Linked DNA regions of Sus scrofa: all the other regions are linked to region 1. Evidence: chromatin contacts called from public Hi-C data. All regions are on one chromosome and are shown on one strand. The core of a region is the stretch at or near the end of the contact, and the rest is flanking DNA. Distances in the headings are between cores, read along the strand shown. Region 1 holds the start of SYT17 (synaptotagmin-17). Region 2 holds the start of COQ7 (5-demethoxyubiquinone hydroxylase, mitochondrial). Region 3 has its middle 17 kb from the start of COQ7.

The links. Hi-C and Micro-C count contacts between places; a contact is called where the count stands out from the background.
Region 2: a Hi-C map of liver shows a contact between it and region 1, with 2.8 times the contacts expected there. The contact joins the promoter of COQ7 here to the promoter of SYT17 in region 1. A contact is called at or near these places in 7 of 47 Hi-C or Micro-C datasets (blood, embryonic fibroblasts, epiblast stem cells and 4 more).
Region 3: a Hi-C map of retroperitoneal adipose tissue shows a contact between it and region 1, with 3 times the contacts expected there. The contact joins the enhancer-like site here to the promoter of SYT17 in region 1. A contact is called at or near these places in 1 of 5 promoter capture datasets (liver), 37 of 47 Hi-C or Micro-C datasets (adipose tissue, alveolar macrophages, blood and 16 more) and 1 of 2 datasets of contacts at active chromatin or transcription factors (alveolar macrophages).

What each region holds. Positions count from the first base shown.
Region 1 is chr3:26,445,272-26,450,219 of Sscrofa11.1, forward strand. It overlaps SYT17 (synaptotagmin-17), which reads left to right and starts at 2,032. Exons shown (of 12, transcript XM_021086545.1): 1 at 2,032-2,464. The coding sequence starts at 2,450.
Region 2 is chr3:26,363,132-26,368,079 of Sscrofa11.1, forward strand. It overlaps COQ7 (5-demethoxyubiquinone hydroxylase, mitochondrial), which reads left to right and starts at 2,875. Exons shown (of 6, transcript XM_021086541.1): 1 at 2,875-3,012. The coding sequence starts at 2,940.
Region 3 is chr3:26,380,638-26,385,585 of Sscrofa11.1, forward strand. No RefSeq gene overlaps it. Among named protein-coding and RNA genes, the nearest start is that of COQ7, 17 kb to the left of the region's middle. Within about 2 kb of position 2,149, at least 40 of the 83 cell types and tissues checked have an H3K27ac peak or open chromatin away from gene starts, as enhancers often do. A contact at or near this core is called in adipose tissue, alveolar macrophages, fetal liver and 5 more, where this site is marked.

The DNA.
Region 1 (4,948 bases), core at 782-3,281:
ATCGAAAACACTAAAAGCAATTTAAATTTAAATATGGTAATAACATATATACTTCTTCCTTAATACATTAAATAGAAAATTTAGTGGGCGGAGCCTAATGTGCAATTTTCAAGCAGTAAAGCGCGTAAATGAAATGTCAAGCTATATGCAGCAACTGTAATGCGATGGGAATACACATATGATTTCTCTTGGTGACCAAGTCCCAGATAAGTGAGCATGGAGATGTAACTTTACGATTTCTAAGACCGTGCTCTCCCCCCCACCCCATGAAGCACCACTGGGTCTAGAAGAATCTTCTCCTTATCTTCAGTTCTTTGGAAAGGTCACCCCTCAAGAAGCCTTCTCTGAGCCTCACGGGAGAAGTGTAGTTGATTTAAAATGTCGTGATTTCCACTGTACAACAAAGTGATCTGGTTTTACATGGACACACACCCATTCTCTTTCAGACTCTTTTCCCACATGGATTGTCACAGAATATCGATCGGATAGAGTTCCCTGTGCTATACAGGAGGTCCCTGTTGGCTGGTCATTCCATATACCTCAGGGTCCACATGCCAGTCCCCAAACCCCTGTCCACCCCCCCCAACCTGTCCCCTTTGGTCGCCACAAGTTTGTTTTCAAAGTCTGTGAGTCTGTTTCTGTGGTGCAAATAAGTTCATTTGTATCCTTTTTTTCCTCCACATACAGGTGATATCATAGGATGTCTGTCTTTCATTGTCTAACTCCACTTAGTATGGTAATCTCTTGGCCCATCCATGTGGCTGTACAAGGCATTATTTCATTCTTTTTTATGGTGGAGCAGAATTTCACTGGGTGTGTCTCACATCTTCTTGATCCATTCCTCTGGTGATGGCCCTTATACGTTGGTTCCATGTCTTGGCTACTGCGAATAGGGCTGCAAATGAACACTGAGGTCCATGTGTCTTTTTAAAGTATGGTTTTCTCCAGCGCGATGCCAAAAACATTTACTGAGTGCCCATGCTGGTCAGGCACCTACCTGGAGATACAGAAGGGAGGAAGGTGGAGGACAAAATGAAGTAACGCCTGTGAAGGACTGAGCACATGCCTGCGAAATCATAACTGCTCACATGTGTTACATGCCACGCGCTACAAATGAAATATTGTATCACACTTAGAAATGTATATGTATGCTAGATATTTACACAAAATGTTTATACGGATGTATGGTACATCTTTCGTGTATGACTTTCACATTCATTTCCCCTTTCACGCCCACAAAACAGCCCCGGAGGATGGGCAGGGCAGAGGTTTTATGCATTTTTTACTGATGAAAAGACAAGCGCTGGAGGTTAAAAGGTTGGCAAACTGGTGACTGGCAACTGGCGATACCACAGCGTTTTAAAAAGAGAACCGGCGCAGGGCAAGGTTCCATCCCACATCCCTCAGTGGATAGCCAGCCCCAACTCTGTGGTCTTGGGGTGCGAGGACCGGTTCGGGGGCAGGCCTCCAGGCCCCGGGACGATCCAGCCACGCGGGCGGGCAGCCAGGATGGCAATCGGGTGGACACGCCCCGGGGGCGCACGCTCTCCGACGCGGAGCTTCGAGCGGGCAGAGACGCGCAGTACGCGGGGCGCGACGCTGGGTGGCGCTGCTGGGCCGCCCCGCGCCAGACCTGTTGCGCCCTGGGCGCAAGTCGGGCAGATAGATTTAGGGTAAAGGGACGCTCCGATCTTGCCGCGCGCCCCTGCCGCCGGGCTGCGGCACCTCTCTGGGGGCGCCCTAGGCCCCACGTTATCTTGAGGTTCCCATTCGTTTAGAACTGCCTCACCGCAGCAGTTCTAGGCGCGTCGGGTGGGGCGGGAATAAAGTTTTTCCAACCTGGTCTGGGAGAGGGCTGGTTGGGGAGGACCCTCCCAGCTCTAGACTCCACGGCGGGCTGGACCGTGCCCTTTCAGCTTCACGGCTGCCCCGGGGGCCCTGCTCTCGGTAGGTGCCAGCCCCGGTGCCGACCGGATGGACTGACCTGCGCACCGCCCCCTCCCACCCTCTTCCCCATCCCGGTCCCCTCCCCCGCCTCTGGCGCGCACGGGCCCCAGCGTCTCCGGCCCCGCCTGCGCCGGGGTCGCTGCAGTCCCCGCGGCTGCCCCGGGCTCCCTCCTCAGGCGCTCCGGCCTTAATCCAGCCTGGGCAGCGCCTCGGGGGGAGTGCGGGACCGCGAGGGAGGCCGAGGCGGGGACCCTGGGCGCCCGAGCTTTCCCAACCTGGGAGGCGGCCCCGACTCCAGGAGCCAGAACGCAGGGGAAGGCAAGGACGGGGCGGCCGGCAGAGGGGCGGGCGCCGCTCATCAGCCACGCCAGTCACGTCTGGGGCCACCCGGCTGCCTTTTTCTTCTTCTTCCCCTTTGCTTTCTCCCCTCTCCCCGGTTGGCGAGGGCAAAGTGGCCGTGGCGGCGCCATGCCCGGGCCGGAGTGAGTGCGCGCGGGCGAAAATGGCGTACATCCAGGTAGGGCTGAGGCCGGGGGGCCAGGTCCGCGGTGTGGGTGGGGGGGTGCCGCGCCCCCTCCGGCTGTGAGCGCGTGGAAGGGAGGGCACACGGCTGGGCTGCCACAAACTTGCCTGGAGAAAAAGGGTGCCCGAGCGCGGGCAACCTGTGTAGCAGCGGGGGTGCGCCCCAGGAGAAGAGGCTGGGGACCCCCACACCCCGGCGCGAAGGGCCCCAAGTGGACTCGGCACGCGCGCCCTCGCCTCCTGGGTTGGGAATGGGGGGGTGGGGCGGACTTTACCCCCCTTCCCCCATCCCTCCCCTGGCGCACCCCACCCCAGGGGAGGGGCCGCGGGGAGGGCGGCCCGGGGCGCGCCAGCCACCCGGCCCGCCAGCTGCCGTTGCCTTGGTGACGGCTCCGGCTAATTGGCCGGCGGAGCGAGCCTGAGGCAGCTGTTCCGGCCAGGAGGGACGAGGACGTCGTCTCTCCCGGTCACTGGGTGCTGAGGGGTGGGGACACAGCAGAGGCACGCTGGTTGTGTTGGGGGGGGCAGCCGATTACTTTAGGCCGTTGCCTTGGGGTCTTGGGAGTTGTGGATCCCCATCATCTGGGGGACACCCCCCAAGCATCCTTAGGCAGAAATAATTTCCAAGTGCCCCTTTTGGGGGGCTGCGGACTAAGAGACCTTTTGCCTCAATACAAGGGGGGAAGTGGCGACGTGTCAGCGCCAAGGTCACCGCTGTCAGACCCGCTGGAGCTGCTTGCTTCTGAGATTGGGTCCTCTACGCCTGGCAGAGAAACCTACAGGCTCCCACATTCAAGGTCCATCTGGACTCTCTTCGCCCCTTGGTTACAGCTGGGGGGCTGCTGGTCCCCTCCTTCCTCTTTGGCCCACATCTCCCCTCATCTTGTCCTTAGACTTTTCCAGCTGCCAGGAACTCTGTCCTCTGCCACCTGGCTCTGGCCTCCCCATCCCTCTCCTGGCTTAGATTCGCTCCACGGACTTACCTTTCACCGAATCCCTAGGTCATCTTTTCAAGTTTAGCGAAGGTCACATATACTGTTCACCTACTGTGTGGCTGTTGTTGGGAGGGATGACTATTCAACAGTGGCTCAGCAAACACTTGGGTGACCACACACAGCCAGGAAACAGCACGGTCCCTGTCCCTCTGAAGGCATAATCCAATGAGAGATGAACCCTGTTAGAACTGCTGTCTGTGAGTTCCCTTGTGGCTCAGAGGGTTAAGGATCTGGCATTGTCACTTCTGAGGCACGGGTTGCTGCTGTGGTGGGGGTTCGATTTCTGGCCTGGCAACTTCCACAGGCTGTGGATGTGGCCAAAAAGAAAAAGAAAAAAAAAAAAAAAGAACAGGCTTCAGCACAGAGAAGTGAAATGCTTTGCCCAAGGCCACACAGGTGCTTAGGGGACATGGAAGCGAAAAGGGGAGATGGCGGGGATCAGGGGGGCATTTGTTACGCAGCTGATATGAGGATGGCCCGATGATGTTGACTTTTCTTCTAGAACAAGGTGTTAACTTTTTCTGTAAAAGACCAGGTAGTAAATACATTTTTTTCTTTGAGGGCTGCATGGTCTGTGTCATTCCTATTTACTTCTTGACCGTGGCCCTAAACAGTTTCATAGACAATAGTCAATGAATGGACATGGCTGTGTTTAAATAAAACTTTATTTGTGGACACTGAAGTTGAATTATGTATATTTTGTCTGATTCGCAAAGTATTAATCATCTCTGCTTTTTTTTTTTCTTCAACCATTTAAAGAGGTACAAACCATTCTTAGCTGGAGGGCTGTAGGAAAACAAGCTGCAGGCTGGATTTGACCTGTGAGCCATGGTTTTGCACACATGTTTTAGAATATCTGGGTTCTCCTTCTTTCTCTCTCTCTTTTTTTCCCTGGCTGGAATCAGTTCTCCTCCATTGTGTCAAACACATGAACCGAGTCCCAAAGAGTCTTGGCACGCCTGGGAGTGACGGAGCGTCTTCTCTTTCCTCTTTCTTCATCTTTCTTGGTTTCTCTTTGCTCCCAGACACTCACTTTGCACCTGAGCCTTGAGAAAGCTGCGTGGTTGTTCTTCACTCAGGGGTCCCTGAGGTGGCCTTATCTCTGCTCATCATGCATGGTCTTAAAAGGGGTTCTCTTTTGGTCACCGAATAAGAAATGCCTCCCTGTGAACCTGGATCGTTGTGAAAAAGCATCACTTTATCCTAACCTTTTGCCATAAGCGTTTCAAAGCACTTTCTCGTATAAGCCCCGTGAGGGCCTAGTTTTTTGCTGCTGTGTTCAGTGCTATATCAGCCAGGATGGTCCGTGGTGCCTGATGGGTTCTTATTGGACTTGACAAGCCATCTGGTTCTCATAAGCCACAGAAACGGTGCAGATATGGTGCAGCCGGGCAGCACAAAGCATTTTCCTAGTCGGTGTCCTAGCTTAGCCCTTCCACTAGAGAAGGGAAGTAGTGGAGGCTCAGAGTGGCCCCTGACTTGCC
Region 2 (4,948 bases), core at 1,625-4,124, 81 kb before region 1:
GAGGTTTCGGGTTCGATCCCTGGCCTCGCTCAGTTGGTTGAGGATCCGGTGTTGCTGTGAGCTGTGGTGTAGATCGAAGATGTGGCTCGGATCTGGTGTTGCTGTGGCTGTGGTGTAGGCTGGCAGCTACAGCTCCGATTAGACCCCTAGCCTGGGAACCTCCATATGCCGGCAGGTGCAGCCTAGAAAGACAAAAGACAAAAAATAACAATAATACAGAGACTGACTTTTATTTTTGAGGACCGAATTAGGAAATAATAAGCTTTTTGTGAAATGTTTTCTCATTGCAAAACTGCTTGTTTATTATAGAAAATACAGAGAACACTGAAAGCTATAGAGAAAAAAATAGCATTTTTGGACAGCCGCTGGTAATCTTGGCAAAATTCCTTTTAAGGTAGAAAGTGCAGAGAAAGGGAGGAAGAATGAAAAGAAAAGAAAGAAAAAAAATGATATTCTCATTTCTTTTTCATGACTGTTTTCTTATTTTATCCAAAGTTTTGTTTTTTGGGTTTTTTTGGTTTTTTTTTTTTTTTTTTTGGTTTTTAGGGTCACACTCTTGGCATATGGAGGTTCCCAGGCTGGAGGTCAAATTGGAGCTGTAGCTGCCAGCCACAGCCACAGCCACAGCTACTGCAGCGTGGGATCTGAGCTGTGTCTGCGACCTACACCACAGCTCAAGGCAATGCCAGATCCTTAACCCACTGAGCGAGGCCAGGGATCACACCTGAGTCCTCATGAATGCCAGTCAGATTCACTAACCACTGAGCCACGACGGGAACTCCTATCCAAAGTTCTTTATAAGTACTTCAATGGGCTACATAATATAATATCATGCAGATGGATCACAATTTTTTTTAACATTCCTTTGCTGCTTGATATTTTGTTTCCAAATATTCCTGATAATAAATAACTCCAACATCCATAAGTCTACGTCAACATTTTTTTTCCATTTTTTTTTCTTTTAGAGACCTGAAATGGGATTATATAGCCAAGGTTTAGAATATTTTAAGGCTTTTGAGAGCCAGATTTACACTCAGGAGCTGTACATGAGAATGTTATATCATCCTCACCTTCACCAGATATTTGGGTTTAAAAACTTATATAGGAGTTCCCGTAGTGGCTCAATAGTAACCAATCTGACTACCATCCTTGAGGATGCAGGTTTGATCCCTGGACTCGCTCAGTGGATTAAGGGTCTGGCCTTGCCTCGAGCTGTGGTGTTGGCCGCAGTCGTGGCTTGGATCCCGAGTTGCTGTGGCTGTGGTGTAGGGTGGCAACTATAGCTCCAATTTGACCCCCCACCTGGGAACTTCCATATGCCAAGGGTGTGGCCCTAGAGAGACAAATAAAATAATAAAAAGTTATATAAGAGTTGATCATAAACTATTAAATTCCTGCACTGTATTAAAGTAATTTGAAAACAATTAGCAACTTCAATTACTTTACAATGGCAGTGTATGTTAAATGTGGGGATTTTTTGGCCCCACCCATGCCCAAGGCATGCAGAAATTCCTGAGCTAGGGATGGCATCCACACTACAGCAGTCGGCAGTGACAACATGGATCCTTGAACCACTAAGCCACTTGGGAACGCCTTAAATGTTTTGCAATAACTTGGATAAAAGATACATATAATCCAAAGGTGTAAAGTAGAACATGAAAGCCCCCTTCTCACCTCCAACCCTCTGAAGTTACCATTACTGGACATTTTGTTATACATCCTTCCAGATGTGCATCTTTGATTTTTTTTGGCCCTCATACAGATTACACATTCAAAAAATTATTTCTGTTCAATAGAGTTGTAGAAGGAGGATTGCTATATCAATGGATATGCATTTATTAAAATGTCCACCAAAATTTTTTCTTAGTTTATTTTCTTAGAGCAGTTTTAGGTTCACAGCAAAAGTGAGGAAAGTAGATTTCCTATATACCCTCTGCTGCCACATTCCCCCAGAGTGCTACGGTTTGTTACAATTGATGAGTCTACATTAACAGACCGGATATAGTTTTGATTTCAGTTCCAGAGCAGGAGTTGAATCCTGGGCCGCAGTGGTGAGAGCCAGGAGTCCCAACAACTAGACCACCAGGGAACTGGTGAATAACTTTTAGAAGTGTGAAATACGTGGAGTTCTTGCTGTGGCTCAACGGTATTGATATCTGCAGTGCCAGGACTCAGGTTCAATCCCCAGCCTGGCATAGTGGGTTAAAGGACCTGGCATTACCACAGCTGCAACAAAGGTCGCCACTGCCACCCGGATCTGATCGCTGGCCCGGGAGCGCTAATATACTGTGTGGCGGCCAAAAGAAAAAAAAAAAAATTATGAAATACGTTGCTAAATCTCACCTCCCCAGCCCTCTCGTCAAGAAACCAATTTGCATCAATACGTTCACACTAACAGTAAAGTGGATATAATAATATTAATAATGTTCTTTGTAGAAAATTTAAAAAATAGAGAAAAGGGCTAAGAAGAAATTTAAAATCGTCTGTCAACCCCCAAAATACCTGGAGATACCATGCAGTGAACTGAATTCCAGAATGTAATTTCTGGAAGTGGATAAAGGCTACAAATAGAGAAAAGTCTCCTATGCTGGTAAAGCATAAAATATGATGGCTATGCCAGTAAATAATTCCCTCACGGTCCTCTTTCCCAGGAACGGAGGTTAGGTAGTAATCCTGTCGCTATCTTCTAAAGAACAATTTAGCGTTCTCATCTCCATGGCAACCCTTCACCGGGCTCCTGAGTGATTGATAATGGTCAGATCCAATAGGATCTTTCCATTTGACACTCCCAACCAATCGAGTGGAAGCTGGGCGCTTAGGGGCGTTTCCACCTACGCAGAGGCGGGCTGCATCTGCCTTACGCCAGCTGTACGTCATCAGTCAGTGCCGAGGGCAAGTTGGGCTCACTATTCAAGGAGTGGGTACCCTGTTGCGGGGCCATGAGCTACGCCGGGGCAGTGGCGGCTCGCTGCTTGTGGCTTCCGCGCACGGGGGCCCCGCGGCCCCTTTCAGGTAAAGTGTGAGAGCGATGGCTGCCCCGCGCTGGGCTGGCGAGCAATGAACTTTTCTCCTGAGGTTTGGGTCGGAGAGGTCACGGCGTAGACGTTTATACGTCACGGGACTGCGACCGAGCGCGAGCGGAAAAGCAGGGCTAGGCTTGTAATGTGTCGCCGGCCCGCTGGGCGGGAAGAGAGTGGTTTTCTGATGTGACGCTCTGTGGTGCCGGTTCCGGGTTAGCGGGTTGGGGGAATGACCTAATTGCACACCTGTTCTCTGACGTCACTGCAGGTGTGGTCGGCGTTCCAGGCTGAGCAAAGTTGGCGACCTTGAAAATTTAGCGTCCCATGGGTGGGTGTATTCCCATAATCCGCAGCGTCGGCTTCTTCCCAGCTCCCCAAGGGAGCTTGGTAGAAATGCGGTTTCTCAGGTCCCTCGCCTGACCTACTGAGTCGCCATGTCTGTATTTTAACTAGCCCTTCGAATGCTTCGTATGCATTTGCATATTTTGAGAAGCACGAAATTGGTGGAGCATCGAGAGAGACTTGGGCTTGGATCCTGGCTCCTCTCCTCATTTCGTCCCAGCGGCCTCAAAATTGTGAGGTCGTTTTCTGGAAGTTAAGTCATTCGTCTACCACCTTCAGGATGGTTGCATTATCGCAGTACCACTTGTATTTTTTATCACTTTTTAAAAAATTAAACCGTGTTCTGTTTTTAAATTAAATGATTTCACGGAAACCCTATCTTTACGGTAAGCGGAGAACCAGGATCGCACGTCCCAAGTAAAGTACTTGTAAAAAAAATAAATACGCTGAACACAAGTTGTTGTATTAGATACTGCTGCCTACCAAGGCTTGAACCTGTCTTTCTGGTAAGAATGGGAGGTTAACAAGCGTTAGGAAGTGTTCAAGTTATGTCACCTTTACAGCCTCGTTGATGAAAGCAAAAGGATTGGAAGAGAATAACTAAATAACATGAGTGTTATTTAATGCATGTGCATAGCCACTTAAGATCGTCCCATAAACCATTTGAAGTCACACATCGTTGATATGTGTTTCACATTTTGGGAAAACACGAATATAAAATGATGCATTTGAGAGCTTCTAGCAGTGAGCCTCAGTTTTATTTTTAAGTGTGTGAGTGCAGGCAAAACCCAGAGGATTGTTGAACATGAATTTTAATGCTCTGTTGTTGAGCCAATGACAGAATTCTTCTTCTTTTTTTCCATTTTTAAAAGTATTGATTTATAATGTTGTGATTCTTTTTCATTTATAAAGCTACTTTGCTTCCTGTATCTCATTTTGTCTCCATGATAACTCAGTAAGAAAGGTTTTATTATTGTGTTTTCCCTTAAAAAGAAAATAACCTGATTGGTCCTAATTTTATATGTAAGAAATGGCAATTCCAAATTGTCTAAGGTCTGTGTTAGAGATAGGATATGTATTTTCTGTTTTTTTTAATTTGAAATTTTTAAAATTGGAAGTTTAGTTGGTTTACAGCGTTGTGTTAGTTTCCGGTGTACAGCAAAGCGATTCAATTTGCTGTATATCTGAAATTAACACAACGCTGTAAACCAACTATATCTTATACACGTATCTATATTTCAGATTCTTTTCCCTTATAGGTTATTACAAAATATTGAATATAGTTCCCTGTGCTATACAGTAGGTTATCATTGGTTATCTGTCTTATATATACTAGAGTGTATATGTTAATCCCAAACTCCCAATTTATCCCTCCCCCAGCCCCTTTCCCCTTTGGTAACTATAGGTTTGTTTTCTGTCTGTGAGTCTGTTTCTTAAATAAGTTCATTTGTGTCACATTTTAGATTTTGTATGTAAGTGCAAGCATATGATCTGCCTCTCTTTCTGACTTCACTTACATGATAATCTCTAAATCCATTCATGTTGCTGCAAATGGCATTATTTCACTTTTTAATGGCTGAGTAATA
Region 3 (4,948 bases), core at 899-3,398, 65 kb before region 1:
GATGTTCATCTGGTTTGTTAACCGCTGAGCCAAGATGGGAACTCCCTTCCTATACCAAAGCTAATTTTGTGAGTATGCAGTCAGGAGTCTTAGTCTTAGGAAGGCACATCATACAATCTGTATTAAAAGACCAGATTTGCTGCTGTTTGCTTAGCATCCCCTTCCGAATTGATAGCTGATGTTTTATGCTTCTGAGAGCTTCTAGAAGAAGGCCAGAGAGATTTTCTGAATCCCCCTTTGATTGCTTTTAATTCCATTACAGCTTGTTCTCGTGTATTAACAAGGTAATCTTGTCTTTCTCTTACTTTACTGCTCTGAACTTTCAGGGGAAATGTGATTTTAAAATTGGACACTGTCCAAAGATGATGCCAGCATGACAAAGGGTGTTATTCTTACAAGCAGTATAATTCTAGAGGTGTGATCTGAGCCATCATTCTTTGCATGCTTTTGATTCCCTTTCTACTCACAACAACAGCAGCGTTATCATTCAAAAGCATGTTAGAAGTGTAGAATTTGGGTCTCTTCCCCAGACCTACTGAATCAGAATCATCATTTTAACAAGATGTGATGGGTTTTTGTTTTTTTAGGGCTGCACCCACAGCATATAGAAGTCCCAGACTAGGAGTCAAACTGGAGCTGGAGCTGCCAGCCACAGCCACAGCAATGCCAGATCCTTAACCCACTGAGCGAGGCCAGGGATCGAACCTTCATCCTCATGGATACTAGTTGGGTTTGTTATCACTGAGCCATGACGAGAACTCCAGGATATGATGGTTTTAAAGTATGTCCAGATTCCTTGATACTCCTCTGTTTGGTGGAGCTTAATTCTCCTTGCCTTGAGGGTGGGCTGGCCTTAGTGACTTGTTTGTAATAAACGATGTGGCAGAAAATGATGGGGTGCATCTCCCAAGGCTGCTAAGTCATAAAGACCTTGTAAGCTCCTCCTTCCTAGAATCACTCACTCTGGGGAAACCAGCTGCCATGTGGTGAAGACACCCCACACTCAGTGAACTTTTGTGGAGAGGGTCACATGGCCAAGCACTGAGGCCTCCTGACAACAGTCATGGTGTGTGACGTCTTGCAAGTGACTACTTCAGCCCCCATCAAGCCTTCAGATGACATGCCTGCAGCCAACATCCTCACTGCAACCTCCTGAGAGACCCAGAGCCAGAAGTGCCCCGTGGAGTCACACCTGGTTTCCTGACTCTCTGTAACTATGTTAGATGATAAACATTGGTTGTTTTCAGCTGCTGGGTTTGGGGTTGATGTGACCTGAGCCACTGCAGTGACAAGGCTGGATCCTTAACCCGCTGAGCCACCAGGGAACTCCTATCTTGTGCCTCTTGATCTGAAACGTACATTTTTCACTTTGTGACTGATATTGGCCATCTTTCCAAGTCAGTACCTGTAGCTCCACCTCATCTCTCCGGCTGGCTGCTCTTTCACAGCCGGGCCACCAGGACCGCGCAGCCCTGCTCCACCACCACCCCGAGCACTGTCCTTACAGCTGCTGGCACTGGGTTCCGACCACTCCCTCAGGCGCTGCGGTCCTTGTGTGGGCTTCGCAGTGGAGGAAACACTAAGTCCTGGAGAGGCTTGAACTTGACCATTTGGCAGCACAGCCTCTTAGATCTTCTTGTCCTTCATCAGTGGGCATTTGGGTTATTAACACAGAATCTGGGGACCTTTGATGCTTTAGAGACCACCCCTGAAGACAGTCTCTAAGGAATTTCAGAGGCGGGACCCCTTGGGGTCCTTAACCCACCTGTCTGCAGATCCCGAACTTCTCTGACAATATGATAAAAACCTATATGATAAAAACCTTGGGCTTCCTTAAGGCCTTTTGATCCCGCTGCTCTGAGAAGAAAGCCTGACCTTTCCCAGCTGCCAGGAACAAAAGATCCCTTTCCTCAAAATCGTTCTTTGCCTCTGCAGGAGCACCAAGCACTTTTCTACTGAATATGTTATCAAAGGTTAAAAAGGCTCCTCTTGCCTTTGGGGACATGTCTCCTCCCACTCCTGCTCCCGAAATGGCAGCCCTGCAGGGCTGTGACTGAACCCCACCGGGCCTTTGATCAGGATCATGTAGAAGATCTGTGGCTGAGCGCGCCAAGGGCGGGGAAGGGCGCAGGCTTCCCCGCGGCCACCAGAGGGCACCCTCGCCCCGGCCTTCCGAGTCCGCGGCCAGCCGCCCGCCCCGCCCGTCACTGCAGGACGTCAGCGGGACACGCCTGGCGGTCAAGGCCAGGTCATTGTGGTGGTAACCCGGCCTCCTGATCTCCGCGGTCCCGCCGTCGGACCGGAGTGGAATGTCAGGTTCACACACTGCGAGTTGCGGCGGGCTCACCGAGCTGCTCCAGTCCGCGCTGGCTCCCTGACTTGAGAGTACTTATCGGGAAGGACGCAATTTCTTCTTCAGGAAAGGGAGAGAGGAAAACAGTGGGGGTCGATTCGTCTCCGTCTGTTGGGATCACACGATGAAACCGGCTTCAAGCGTCATGCAACGTCCCAGGGGCCCCACGAGAAGGTTCATTCCTTGGTTCGTGCTGCCCCCTGGACACGTGCCTTCCTCCAGTCCACGTGCTCAGCGCTTTGCCTGATGAAGGCTGTCTGCCCTTCCAAACTGCCATCTCTTAGGCGAAGTCGACCCCCTACCCCACCCTTCCCGCCCCCGCCGCCTCTCCCAACCCCCAGGCCTCAGCTTCTTGCATTGGCATTGGAGGCTATCCTTATCTGCTTCCTACCATCTCCAGCCTGGCGCAAGCTGCTCAAAGTCAAGCTTTCCCCACGCCTGGTTTAGCAGGCCCAAGGCCAGTGTTTGATAAACTACGCTAAAAAATCATGTGGACTCGGAGAATGGAACAAAAGTAATTTATAATTGATGACAAACCATCCTTCTGATCTCAATTGAATGTACCTAGAAGCTTTTGGATCAAAAGTATCAAGTGGGCAACCTTGTGTGAGCGCTTTTCCGTCCTCTTGCTCATCTGCAGCCCAACGCCTGGCAAACTGTTAACCCCTCGTCATGTCTCCGCACCTTCCTTTGAATTGTTTTTTATTCATTGCTGCTGTGTTTTGGTTTTTCTGAGATTTTTTTTGTTGTTTTTCTTTTTTTTTTTTCTGCTTTTTTTAGGGCTCTACCCCCCGGCATATGGAAGTTCCCAGGCTAGGGTTCCAATCCCAGCTACAGCTGCTGGCCTACACCACAGCCACAGCAACACCAGATCTGGGTCTCATCTTCGACCTACACCACAGCTCATGGCAACGCCAGATTCTTAACCCACTGAGCAAGGCCAGGGATCGAAGCCATATCCTCATGAATCCTAGGGGGGTTGGTCGACCACTGAGCCATGAAGGGAACTCCTATTCTGGGTATTTCTATAAGAGCCTTTTCGGTTGTGATAAACTTTTTTTTTTTTTTTTTTTTGTATTTAACTCTTCCTATTTTATTTTATTTTTTATTTTTAAAAAATTTTTTTATTTTCCCACTGTACAGCAAGGGGGTCAGGTTATCCTTACCTGTATACATTACAATTACATTTTTTTTCCCCACCCTTAGTTCTGTTGCAACATGAGTATCTAGACAAAGTTCTCAATGCTATTCAGCAGGATCTCCTTGTAAATCTATTCTAAGTTGTGTCTGATAAGCCCAAGCTCCCGATCCCTCCCACTCTCTCCCCCTCCCATCAGGCAGCCACAAGTCTTTTCTCCAAGTCCATGATTTTCTTTTCTGAGGAGATATTCATTTGTGCTGGATATTAGATTCCAGTTATAAGTGATATCATATGGTATTTGTCTTTGTCTTTCTGGCTCATTTCACTCAGGATGAGATTCTCTAGTTCCATCCATGTTGCTGCAAATAGCATTATGTCATTCTTTTTTATGGCTGAGTAGTATTCTATTGTGTATATATACCACATCTTCCGAATCCAGTCATCTGTCGATGGACATTTGGGTTGTTTCCATGTCCTGGCTATTGTGAATAGTGCTGCAGTGAACATGCTGGTGCATGTGTCTCTTTTAAGAAGAGTTTTGTCCGGATAGATGCCCAAGAGTGGGATTGCGGAGTCATATGGAAGTTCTATGTATAGATTTCTAAGGTATCTCCAAACTGTTCTCCATAGTGGCTGTACCAGTTTACATTCCCACCAACAGTGCAGGAGGGTTCCCTTTTCTCCACAGCCCCTCCAGCACTTGTTATTTGTGGATTTATTAATGATGGCCATTCTGATTGGTGTGAGGTGGTATCTCATGGTAGTTTTGATTTGCATTTCTCTTATAACCAGTGATGTTGAGCATTTTTTCATGTGTTTGCTGGCCATCTGTATATCTTCTTTGGAGAAATGTCTATTCAAGTCTTTTGCCCATTTTTCCATTGATTGATTGGCTTTTTTACTGTTGGGTTGTATGAGTTGTTTATATATTCTAGAGATTAAGCCCTTGTCGGTTGCATCATTTGAAACTATTTTCTCCCATTCTGTAAGTTGTCTTTTTGTTTTCTTTTTGGTTTCCTTTGCTGTGCAAAAGCTTTTCAGTTTGATGAGGTCCCATGGGTTTATTTTTGCTCTAATTTCTGTTGCTTTGGGAGACTGACCTGAGAAAATATTCATGATGTTGATGTCAGAGAGTGTTTTGCGCATGTTTTCTTCTAGGAGTTTGATGGTGTCCTGTCGTATATTTAAGTCTTTCAGCCATTTTTGAGTTTATTTTTGTGCATGGTGTGAGGGTATGTTAACATTTTTTTTTTGAAGAGCTGCACCCACGGCATATGGAAGTTCCCAGGCTAGGGGTCGAATCAGAGCTGCAGCTGCCAGCCACAGCCATTGTCACAGCAATGCCAGATTCAAGCCACATCCGCACCCTGCATCACAGCTCATGGCAACGCCAGATCCTTAACCCCCTGAGGGAAGCCAGGGACCGAACCCACATCTCCATGGATCCTATCACG